2 separate regions of the Hordeum vulgare genome follow, and region 1 is linked to region 2. Evidence: chromatin contacts called from public Hi-C data. All regions are on one chromosome and are shown on one strand. The core of a region is the stretch at or near the end of the contact, and the rest is flanking DNA. Distances in the headings are between cores, read along the strand shown. Region 1 holds the start of LOC123395283. Region 2 holds the start of LOC123395276 (luc7-like protein 3).

Evidence for each region. A called contact is a pair of places that touch in the nucleus more often than the background predicts.
Region 1: a contact with region 2 is called in a Hi-C map of leaf, with 4 times the contacts expected there. The contact joins the promoter of LOC123395283 here to the promoter of LOC123395276 in region 2. A contact is called at or near these places in 2 of 6 Hi-C or Micro-C datasets (leaf and seedling) and 1 of 1 datasets of contacts at active chromatin or transcription factors (embryo).

What each region holds. Positions count from the first base shown.
Region 1 is chr5H:587,469,326-587,472,435 of MorexV3_pseudomolecules_assembly, reverse strand. LOC123395283 reads left to right here and starts at 1,724. Exons shown (of 8, transcript XM_045090263.1): 1 at 1,724-2,090; 2 at 2,191-2,324; 3 at 2,633-2,746; 4 at 2,848-2,916. The coding sequence starts at 1,737.
Region 2 is chr5H:587,267,805-587,270,711 of MorexV3_pseudomolecules_assembly, reverse strand. It overlaps LOC123395276 (luc7-like protein 3), which reads left to right and starts at 1,625. Exons shown (of 7, transcript XR_006609692.1): 1 at 1,625-1,982; 2 at 2,077-2,152; 3 at 2,301-2,501; 4 at 2,595-2,804.

The DNA.
Region 1 (3,110 bases), core at 475-2,974, 200 kb before region 2:
GGTCTACTTGGAATGTTCCAAGCGGCAGTACCGCTCCCTGGAGTGGTACAACCTATTATCATCGGTAGTATCGCCGGGGCCAGCGGTAGTACTTCTCCAGGGCGGTAGTGGCCCAGCTTGTACCGCTGGCCAGTACCGTTGTCCATAGGTTTCGACTCTTTTGGTGTCAGACTTTGCGGTATAAATGAGCGGTAGTACCGCCAATTGGGCGGTAGTACCGCCTATTACTACCGCGTCGGAAAACTCTTGGTTCTTTTGGGCTGGGACCGCAACTTTTCCTCGAGCGGATGTAGGAGGCGGTGCTACTCTTATGAGCGGTAGTACCGCTCCTGACAGTGGTAGTATCAGCCTCTGCCTCCCTCATTGAGTGCTGCCCTCTGCCCCAGTGGCAGTACCGCTCCTGACAGTGGTAGTATCAGCCTCTGCCTCCCTCATTGAGTGCTGCCCTCTGCCCCAGTGGCAGTACCGCTCCGTGGAGCGGTAGTACCGCTCATGTGCGGGATTAGGGGGTAATGGTTGGATTTTCCCCTTCCTATAAAAGGGTCATTTCTTCCCCATTGAGCCCTATCCTTTGAGCTCATGTTCTCCCTCCATTATTGACCTTCTTCGAGCTTGCTAACTCTCAATACCTCCAATGATTCTTGCTAGTTCTGGAGGGAAAAGAGCGAGGAGATCTAGATCCACATTTCCACCAATCACTTTCTCCTCTATGTGAGGAGAACCCCTTGGATCTAGATCTTGGAGTTCTTCGTGTTATTCCATAACGTCAGTTGTTGTGGAGGGATTTAGGAGAGAAGGACTTGGGCACTCTGTGTGCCCCTGCCATTGCATTTGATGCCTAGATTTGAGTTCTCCACGGTGATACGTGGAAGTGAAGTTTGAGAAGCTTATTACCCTTGTGTGCTTGGTACCCTAGAGATTTGTTTTTCATGGATGCTCTGGCGTCCTAGAAGTTTGGTGGTGCATCGGAGCCCAATTATTGTGTTGTAACGCTCCGGACAAGCAAGTCTCCGTCAACGTGTCAATTTGTGGTGCTGTTGTTTGAGAAGTAGGAGTATACCCCGTTCAGAAATGTATGATGAAGATTTATGAGGACATCCCTAACTTTGCCATTGCATTGTCTATGTTGTCCAACGATTTTTCAATGGCAACTAGCCCGATGGTCAGGGTTAGGGTATGCATCATGATGGGATCGACAACACTGTCAAGAGTAGAATGTGAGAGTGAGCTCGTGAGACGGTATTGAGATGCTTTCAAAAGTAGATCGAGGGAGGGCACCTCAAGAACTCGTTCAATAATGACAAATACACCTGTTTGTTTGTTTGTTTGTATATTTTATTTATGATAATAAATAATATCAATTTTTTTTTAAATTTTTTGCTGAAATAATGTGAGGTACCACAAAATCCTAGAGGGATACACACAGGACACTAGCAGTAGTCGTATCTTCTAGGTTAAGAAAAGGAAAGGAAAAGAAAAGAGAGGAGAGGGTTAGAATCCATCGGACGGCGGCGTGGTTATGATGTTGGATCGGACGGCGCAGCCTAATCCTTGATCCATCCATCCCATCCCATCCATCCTCTGGCTTTGGCTTTGGGTTTGGGCTTGAGTGAGTCCAACCCTGCTTGCTTCTCCATCCGTCCCCTACCTTCCCCCTGACTCCCGGCCGCCGCCGCCGACTATCGACCGCCGCCCCCGCCCCCGCCCCCGCCCCCGAGGAAGAGGAGGAAGAGGGGATGTCCGCCGGCCAGCCGAGGAAGCGTCCCGCGAACCCGCACCCGCACCCGCCCAACCACCACCACCAGCAGCAGCACAGATCGAGCAAGCGTCCGAGGCCCGACCACCCGCCCCGCTCCCCGCTGCTCACCCTCAGCTCCCACATCCACCTCCGATGGGATGAACGCTCCAAGCGGGCCCTCCCCGCCGACGACCAGATCGGACTCCCCTGGCGCCACCTCGCCCCCTTCCTCGACTCCCCGCCCAGGAGACCACGCGCCCGAGCCCGAGCCCTCGCCGACGTCGCCCCCGTCCCCAGGCGGATTTTCTCCCTCGCCCACATCCCTCTCCTCGGAGGCCTGCTCTCCTACCAGGTGGGTACCTCCCCCTCCCCCTCCTTGTCAAGTCTACTTTTAGACTATAAATTAATTATGGATATGGATGCTTGATTGTGGCTGCTTTTTTCGTTATTAGGTCTGGGACGCCTGCCTAACGGAGGCCGACAGGAAGTTCCTTGCTCGATTTCTTCCGGACGCCGACGCCGAGGAAGCGGTCCAGGATTTGCTCTCAGGGGAAAATCACCACTTCGGGAACCCTCTCCAAACCTGGCAAGTACTCCCATACCACTTTTTTTTTTTTGCTTTCTTACTTTCAAACTTCACATCATGACTGCTATGATGCAATCCTTGTGCATCTGCTACATTTTTTAAACCAAACTTATTTTATTTATTTTATTCATTCAACAAACGTGGACTAGGAATTTTGCTTGCACAATGCCTTTTTTCTTATGCAAAAACATAATTGCATTACCACCAAATAAATGCCTCTGCTTCTGCACCTGCTCTTAAGACAAATTTGCTGTCTGCTGTGTCACGATTCTCTGCTCACCTACTTCACAATTTCTGTTGCACTCCAGGTCCTCTGCTCTTTGCTCTGGTGATCTTCATCCAGACGCTGTGCTTAACAAGGACCAGCAAATCACAGCTCATAAGAAGGCATACCATGCACAGCTCAACAACTACCATACCGAGTATGTCCAAACGCAAATAATCTACTCCATTCTGCTCATATTGCAATTAATTGCCCACTGCAATTCTGTCTTCCCCTAATAACAACACCCTAATTATGCAGCATGGCCGAAACCGTCACCAGGTGGAGGGACAAATGGTTAACTTGTGACAATCCAAAAACCTTGTTCAGGTTATTCTCCCTCCCTCACATTTTATTTATTCAATGCTTTTGTTTCTACATCTTATCGGCCCCTTCATCCCCAAAATGACCTACATGTGGAACACACGCTACTTGATGCTCTTGGCAACCTTTGAATAGTTTTATGATTCACTGAGATTTTAAGTAGTTTCCTTTTAAGCATCTAACTTTTCGAGCCCCTTTCT
Region 2 (2,907 bases), core at 376-2,875:
TGTTAACATAGGAAGGTTACCATACAAGGAAATATATCACAAGAGGGGGGAAGGTATTGCATTGGGGCTGTTACAAATGACTAATGAATGCATAGGATTGCAAAATCCTTTCTTTATTTTGTTTCCACAGGAAATGAGCTAAATATGGACGAAGTCAAACCATAACATGAAATGGAGTAAAGGAGGAGATAGAAGATATAAGGTGCAGGCGCCACTAGAAGAAACAACATGAAAGACGATGCATCATACGATACGAGTGGTCGTACGACGTGGATTCTGAGGCGTCTCATCCACCTAAACATACTTTATAAGGCGCTCGAGGACGAAAGGTTAATAGGAGAGCCGCGAGAGGAGCCACAAGACAGAATCATCTTCATCCGGTCTTTAACCCTAGCCGTTGTCATCTCCATAACCACCATAGTTCTTCCTTCTCTAGTCATACTTTTAGTCGTGTATCACACATGATATCCATTATAAGACATACTACGAGACAATCTATCTCCATGATGTGTTCTTCGTGTGATGTTATCTCCATGTGTAAGTAGTTCGGTAAGGTGTGGGTTTAGGCAAGAGCCTTGCAACCCGATGTATTTGTTGTAGGGATCAATGGAAGGGTTTTGAATTAACATCTCGTATGTGCGACATAAAATTGTTCCATATATGTCTCTTGTCACTTTCGCGTTCTTCATCCGTGCAGGTACCCAGGATCACGAAGAGCGAGTTATGAGGATACTAAGGGAAGGGAGATTGTGAAGAATTATTCTGAAGGCATCTCTCTCATGAGCATGGTAGCAATGGATGCACAAATTATTGTTGGGCAATCAATGGAAGATAAATAATTATATCGCTATTCATGGCATGGCCAATATGTAGTCATTACGTTCGTGATAAATAGACTGTTAAACTTACGGACGCCTACTACTATTATTGCACCAATCGACCGCCATCCATAATACATCTATGGTATTAAGTTCATAACAAACAGGATAATTTTTTAAGTAAGATGACATAATATAGACAAAGTAAGACCGAATAAAATGTTCAGACTCTGTCATTCTATCCTTAATAGCAACAATACAAATGCGTGTGTCGCTACTTCTTCTATCACATAGTGAGGATACCGCAAGCTTGAACGTATTACTAGGCACCACTCCCTTTAAAGATCTACTCATTTACTTGGCCAAAGTAAACTTACAGACCGAAAAGCATATACAATTATATGAAATTACACATAATAAATTTTAGATTGGATCAATTACTTTTAATGAATAATCTGAACATAAACTCATAATTCATCGGATCCAAAAAACACATAGCGAGGATTACATCGAATAGGTATTTGAAGAGATCGTTGTATTGAACTCATAATTCATCGGATCCAAAAAACACATTGCGAGGATTACATCGAATAGGTATTTGAAGAGATCGTTGTATTGAAGATGAAGATGAAGATGGAGATGAAGATCAAGAGAGATGAAGATGAAGATCAAGAGATATACCACAAGGCCACAAACCTTATGTGTTAATGCTTTGGAACTAGCAGGAGGCCCAGCCCAAATATCCAATTCCAATTCCAATCCAATTAGAAGAAAGAAAGAAAGAAAGGCTCCCTCTGCACCGCAAAACTCGCTCTTTTATTTTATTTTTTTGCTCTCCTTCTCCTTCTCCTTCCTCGCCACCGCCGCCGCCGCCGCCTGCTGATCTTTCTAGGGTTAGGGTTTGTGGCCGGAGCGTAGAAGGGGAGATCCGATTGGGTTGGTGGAATCGAAGATGGACGCGCAGCGTGCTCTGCTTGACGCGCTGATGGGGTCGTCGCGGGACCTGACGGAGGAGGAGAAGAAGGGGCACCGGGAGGTGTCGTGGGACGACCCCGACGTCTGCGCTCCCTACATGGCCAGATTCTGCCCCCACGACCTCTTCATCAACACCAAGAGCAACCTCGGAGTGTGCCCAAAGATCCACGACCCTGCGCTCAAGCAAAGGTTCTTTCTTTCTTTCTTTCCCCGATTCTTTCCATCTCGATTTCTTCCGATTCAATTCGAATCCATGAATGAATGAATGTTTACATGCCTGCAGCTTCGAGACCTCCCCCCGCTACGCCGCCGCCCTCCCCAAATTCGAGGCCGAGCTAGCCCACCGCTGCGAGAGGCTGGTAACTTCCTCTTTTCCTCCCCCCGCAAACACAGATTTTGCATCTTCTATCTACTCATTACACTATGCTATGTACTGTATGTGTTTGTTGTGGTTTATTTACCTATCCAGATTCCAACATATCTCTCCTTTTGCTGCTGCTGCTGCAGGTGCAGGACCTGGATAAGAAGATCAGGCGCGGCCGCGACAGGCTGGCGCAGGACGTCGTGGAGATGCCGCCTCCCGCCGCCCACGCCGAAAAGGTCGAGCAGCTCGCCATTCTCGAAGACAAGATCAAGAAGATGCTCGAGCAGATCGAAGAGCTCGGCGACACCGGCAAGATTGATGAGGCCACCGCGCTCATGAGGAAGGTAGTGCAAACCCCCTGTCCTTGTCCTTCTGATTGCCGGCTGATTGCTAGCCCTCGCGCTAGTTAAACCATGGTTCCTGATCCTGGCTTGCAGGTGGACATTCTCAACCTAGAGAAGTCGGCTCTCACCCACCAGATCGAGACCAAGCTCTCCATGGTCCCGCAGGAGAAGAAGATGGAGCTCTGCGAGCAGTGCGGCTCCTTTCTCGTCACCAACGACGTCCTTGAGAGGACGCAGTCCCATGTTACCGGCAAACAGCACATTGGTTACGGCCTGGTCAGGGAATTCCTCACCGAATACAAGGTCAGTAGTAACTAGTTGTTGCGCCACAAGACAACAATGTTCTTCTCTGCTTTATGAGACCATTTTTTTTTTGTTTTGAGAAATTATGAGACCAAGTTCTGAT